Regions from separate parts of the Sus scrofa genome. Here region 2 is linked to region 1. A link is a contact called in public promoter capture Hi-C data. All regions are on one chromosome and are shown on one strand. The core of a region is the stretch at or near the end of the contact, and the rest is flanking DNA. Distances in the headings are between cores, read along the strand shown. Region 1 holds the start of FAM212A (PAK4-inhibitor INKA1). Region 2 holds the start of TRAIP (E3 ubiquitin-protein ligase TRAIP).

What was found. Promoter capture Hi-C pulls out the DNA fragments that hold promoters and counts their contacts.
Region 2: a contact with region 1 is called in a promoter capture Hi-C map of fetal skeletal muscle, with 3 times the contacts expected there. The contact joins the promoter of TRAIP here to the promoter of FAM212A in region 1. A contact is called at or near these places in 3 of 5 promoter capture datasets (fetal skeletal muscle, liver and skeletal muscle), 15 of 47 Hi-C or Micro-C datasets (blood, brain, embryonic fibroblasts and 7 more) and 2 of 2 datasets of contacts at active chromatin or transcription factors (alveolar macrophages and skeletal muscle).

Annotation. Positions count from the first base shown.
Region 1 is chr13:32,328,619-32,331,340 of Sscrofa11.1, reverse strand. It overlaps FAM212A (PAK4-inhibitor INKA1), which reads right to left and starts at 1,469. Exons shown (of 2, transcript XM_003132213.6): 1 at 765-1,469; 2 at 1-21. The coding sequence starts at 815. It overlaps CDHR4 (cadherin-related family member 4), which reads left to right and starts at 1,811. Exons shown (of 19, transcript XM_003132219.4): 1 at 1,811-2,251; 2 at 2,607-2,722. The coding sequence starts at 2,203. It overlaps UBA7 (ubiquitin-like modifier-activating enzyme 7), which reads left to right. Exons shown (of 25, transcript XR_306784.3): 25 at 703-805.
Region 2 is chr13:32,379,567-32,382,266 of Sscrofa11.1, reverse strand. It overlaps TRAIP (E3 ubiquitin-protein ligase TRAIP), which reads left to right and starts at 1,279. Exons shown (of 31, transcript XR_002337524.1): 1 at 1,279-2,700. CAMKV (caM kinase-like vesicle-associated protein) reads left to right here. Exons shown (of 10, transcript XR_002337521.1): 10 at 1-1,139.

The DNA of each region.
Region 1 (2,722 bases), core at 220-2,719:
GCCTGTGTCCCGGCCACACAGCTGTGGAGGAAGAGAGGGCAGAAGTCGGAGGGGCAGTGCTTCTCATGCCTGCCTGCCTGGCCAGTTCTATGCCAAAACAGAAGGCCTAGGAGAGCTGGATAGGCCTGCAGGCCTAGGCAGCAAGGCCCCTAGTGGGCACAAGGCCGGCATGGGGTGCTGGCACATGAAGCTCATGTGGCTTCCATTGGCGGACCCGGTGGCAGTCTGGCAGGCTGCAGCACGCTGAGCTGGGCAAGTTGGTACCCGCCATCGGGGCGGGAGGCAGTGTTGTGGGCCTACATCGGGAAGTAGGACTGCTCAGGGCTGGGGGGGGCACTCCATGCCTCTTTAGGGATTTGGCTCCCCAAAGCCCGCAACGTCTTTCAGAGGATAGACCACGTGCCAGGTGGGGTGCAGAGGACAGAGGTACAGGCCAGCCTGGATTAAGCTTTCACAGCAGCACCGGCACCACTTTAGTCCCTCGCAGCCCTCCCCCCCCATCCGCCCCAAATAAGTTTCTCCCTCCACCCCCGCCCCCAACTTCCTCTGCCGCGCACAGCACAGCCAGCTGGGTGGTTGTTACTTGATGCCCAGCGCAGCTCTCAACCATCTGAAACCCGACGTGGGCCATCTGCGCCGCCCCGCCCCCATTCTGCCTTGGATGGGCACTCGGGACAGCCCCCCACCCATGTGTCGTTCCAGCCGGACTGCAGCCGAGCACCCCACAAGCGTCTTAGCGAGCCACACCCGCTCCCAAGCCTCACCAGTTCCCAGCGGAGCTGGCCAAGAAAGCTGTCAAGCCGAGTGCTGTGCATGCCCGTGCCGGAGCCCCCGCCAGGCCTGCCAGTTGCTCTTCGAACTCCAGCAGGAGCGGTGCGGTGAGGGCCGGGAAGGCCGGCCAGCGGAGCCCTTGCCCTCCGCCAGGCTCAGCGGCTCCTCCCTCTCCGTAGCTCCCGCCGCAGCAGCAGCCACCGCCCCAACATCTGGCAGCCCCGCCCCGCCCCTTGGCGCCGCAGCCAATGGGGCTGGGACGGGGCTGATGTGGCCCCGCCCCCTGGGTCCAGCTGGGTGGGAAACCCGACGCCCACTACCCACTCCGCAACAGCCCTGGGGGGGAGGGGCTGAACAGGGGCCGAGAGCTGGGCAGTGTCCTGCTTCCGAGTCCTCGAAGTCCTGGGCGGTTGAGCTGACTCCGAATTCGTTGCAAGACTCAGGACAAGCCGCTTCCCTGAGGTAGCCTCAGCTTCTCCATTTTTCCCGGGTTAGAATTGCGGTCCCTCCCACAGGGGCCCCTGCAGCGCGCGGGTTCCGTGGCTGCGCCCTCACGCGGCTAGAGCGCCCCCAGTAGTCGCATCCGACAGTGCTGTGGCCCACTTGGGGCCTGACCCACTCAATCTGTTCATGGGGCTGGCTTCGACAGTCCTTAGAAGTCAGGAAGGGGTTCGGCCCTTTGGATGACTCCGGGAGCGCGGAACCTCACCGCCCCCACGGAGTAGCAGCCGGAGCCCAGGCCCAGCCCCCGCGTCTGTACGAAGCTAGGCGGGGCTGCCCTCTAGTGGGCAGCGCGCGGTTATCTGCTCTTCCTGCCGCGACACTCACGTTCCCTCTGCTTGGCACCACATACACACTGAGAGTAAGGGCAGGAGGCCACTTTTTGCCCCCTCCAGTTGATGTCCCCCAAAGTAACCACTATTTTTGCTTCTATTGCCAAGGATACCTTTTGTTTGTTGAATGTAGACAGCTTTTGAGAGATTTTGTTGATGGTTGGGCTCAGATTTTATAGGCAGGTGATATTCTAATGGGGGGGGAAGCTAGAGTTCAGACGCTATGGGGTAGCAGGTCCTGGGCCCAGTTTTCCTGGGTCCTGTGCTTACTCTGTCTCCAAGAACTGTGTGACCAAGACTTCCTTGAGCCTCAGTTTCCCCATCTGAAACTTGATTCTTCTCTCACGTCTGTTTCAAAATTGTAGTAATAAATTGGGGAATTCATTGGGAGCAGTGAAAAAAATGGGTATTTCCAGACCTCTTGATGCCTGTAGAGTCTAGAACTCAGTCACCAGGGATGGGTGGGGCTAGAATCTTGGAGGCCCAGGAGTACCGCCTGCTCAGCTGTGTTTGAGCAACTGACCTGGCAACGGGGCAGGCCTGAAAAACACGTCTGTCTTTCTGGAGTCTCCTCTGCTGTCTGTATCTTCAGGCCGCTATGGTGCTGCTCAGGTCCCTGGTGCTTCTTCTTGCTCTGGTTGTCTCTGGTGAGGAGCTGGTGGGTAGGGGGACTTTAGTTCTCACCTCCCTCACTCCACAGTGGAGTCCTGACCCCTTTCAGATAAGCTCCCATGGAGGGCAGGGGCTGGGGGAAGGAAGCCAGGAAAGGACAAAGATCTGAACCTCTGGCCCTCATTCCTTATCTTTGCTTCTTCTTCAACCAAGTTCTCACTCCTAGTCTGTGAAATGATCTGACTTGTGGTTAGATGTGAGAGACAAGGAAAGACTTCTGCTTGTCCCCAAGATGTGGCTAGGCCCTAAGGCAGAAGGGAAGGACTCTGCTTGTGTATATGGTTGCTTGAACATGGAGAGCCTCCAGCCTGAATTGTCTCTTCCTCACAGATCATCACTGCCTGCCCTGGTTCATAAATGTCTCTGAGAGCCAGGGACCTGGCACCATCCTTCACTCTTTCTCCTTCAACTGCTCTTTACACACACCCACCCTGGAGTTGCTCCAT
Region 2 (2,700 bases), core at 30-2,529, 51 kb before region 1:
GGCCAGAGGCAGGACCAGCCCCAGCCCCTGCATGGATTCCTTGTGGCTTTTGTCTTTTGCTAGCTTCATCAGTTTCTGTTCCTTGTGGGATGCTGCTCTAGGGATACTCAGGAGGTCCCTGCTCCTGTTCCCTTTTCCTTTTTGCCTCACAGTTCCCCCAGGCAGGCCCTGCAGGTCCCATCCTCTCCCAGGCCCTAAATTGGGTGGCCTTGCCCTGAGAGCTGGTCCTCCAGCGAGGCCCTGTCAGCGGTCTTAGGCTCCTGCACATGAAGGTATGTGCCTGTGGTGTGTGGGCTGCTCTAGGCGTGAAACAGGCTGGTACAGAGAATGCAATAATCTAAAGCAGTATGCTTCAAGACTGGTTGCATGGCTGGGGGCACTGCTTGGTAGCTGAGGGGTTCCTGAAAAGTGAAAAAGAATGAGTAGAAAGGTAGACACTTCCATCTTTGTCCCTGGGAAGTCTCTCCCAAGACCCATGTGCTATTTCCTGCCCTCCTGGGTCCTGCAGTGGTTGCCCTGTACCCTGAGCTTCATGAGTCTGTAAAGGGAAGGAGGAGCAATTAGGATGTGGCAATGAGATCTGGGAGGGCAGAGTGCAGGCTTAGCACCTAGTGTACCAGCCTAGCTGAGTCCTTACCCTGGGGCAGACAAGGAGGGCTGCCCCTGGCTCTTCCCATATGACCCGCCTCAGGCTCAGTCCACAGTCCTCTCCATCCCAGAGGGCCAGCTGCATGGCAGTGTCCCACAGTCTGATTTGGGGGGTTGCCCTTCTTGGGGGCAGATTTTCTGCTCTCTCAGTTCAACAAAATAGAAGGAACCCTCTCTATGTCAGTGACCCACTTCCCCTTTTGTCAAGGCTTAGAGTGAGGCCTAAGTGCCTCTGAGCCCTGCTGAGTTGCTTTTGCTGGAATCAAAGAGTGGAATAAAGCTCCCCAGTTTCCTGACGGAGGCTCCTGGCAAGTGCCCTTTGTCAGACCCCACTATGGCCTGGGCAGGCAGCCACACTGGTCCTGGCCCTCACTTGGCACTCGGGGATAGTCCTGCCCTTCTCCCTGCATGCCTGTGGGTCTGCTCTGGTGTATGAAGGTCGGTGGGCCGTGTACCTGCTGAACCTGGCAAATAAATTTCATTCTGCCAAAGCCTCTGGCCACCCTCTTGCCTTTGCTTCCTCTATATTACTGGGGAGGGGCCCCTGAAAGGCAGTGTGTAGGGGAAGGCTGGGAGTAGGTTCACAGGTAGTGGTCTGTGCTCAGTTCCATATGGATTGCTTGGGCTGAGAGTACAGACCATCCTCACCACAGTGTGTTCCTTGATGGTGGCAGGGGTCCTCTGGACTCTAGAAATCCATGTGGGTGGTGGGTCCTGTGCTGGGATTGTGCCAAGGAATAACCTCTATGCTACTGTTCTGACAAGTCCTATTGAACAAGGAGCCATTATCTTGACTTAGGCATAGACCTGGAACCCACCAAGGGCCATCCACCATAGGGAGAGACCTTGCCCATGGCCAAAGTGGGCTTCCCTGGGTTGGGGAATGGGTGCAGGGTGGCCATTACACAAAGATTCTGTCCTATCCTTTGTGTTGATTATTCCTTCCTGTGAACACCTTTGCTTTCCACGTAGGCCCCAAGGACTTCACTCTGAGTCTACTTCAGGTGGAACAGATCGGCTTTACATTATGGGACTCTGCATAAGGTTTCTTCTGGGGAGAGGGGGATACCACTACTAAAAACAGTTAATCATCAAAACTCCTAGGAATACTTGTTCCAGCCTGGATCAGCCCAGGTGAATTCACCAGGGATGCTGCTCTTACTTAGGATCCCAAAGATAACTTCTCTGATATGGGAATAAGAAAAAGATTTGTTAGCCACTTGTCTATGAAGGATCTGGGCCTCCAAAAGGCAGTACTGAGGCAAAACTGATTCTCCTGAGAGCTAGGAGCTAGTCAGGATACCGGCCCCACCACCTTTAAACTTAGGGATCATCAACCTTGTTTGTATAGAGCCAGGGCGAGCTGGGAGTGTCCTGACCCGTGTCCTTTCGAGGACCACTAAAGAGTCTGAGAGGGCTGAGAGGGCGGAGCATTCTTTTGGTCCGGGAAGTATGGTCTTCTATACGGTTGAGAACTGCCCAGAGCCCAAGGGACCCGCTCTCCATTCGTACCATCGTCCCACCCCCTTATGGCCTCTTCTAAACTCTCGCGAAGTGCAGAGATGGCTGCGCTGAGAGAACAGGGCTAAGGAGACCGTGCCCAGCTCCGGCTTGGGACCGTAACGTCTTGTCTTGCCCCAGAAAGGGGCTCGGCCGGCGGCGTAGCTGCTCCTGGTGCCCATCCAACGCTGTGTTCTGGTACTGGGCGATTCCCGGGAGCCGCGAGGGACTTACCGCTGAGCTTCAGGCCCGCGCTCGGCCCCAGGATTCTTTTCGGCCTGAGAGGCCGTTAAGCCCCGCCCCCGAGGGTTCGTCCAATCCGGGCCCAAACTTCATTTTGCGCCTTGTAGCCACTTCCGGTTCGCTTCCGGAAGTCGCGCTGTGGAGCCAAATTTGAAGCAAGCTGGGACGCTGAGGCACGGCCACGAAGCTGGACCCTTCGCGGTTTCCTTGGCTACCTGGGCCACTTGAGACCAGTCATGCCTATTCGTGCTCTGTGCACTATATGCTCCGACTTCTTCGATCACTCCCGCGACGTGGCAGCCATCCACT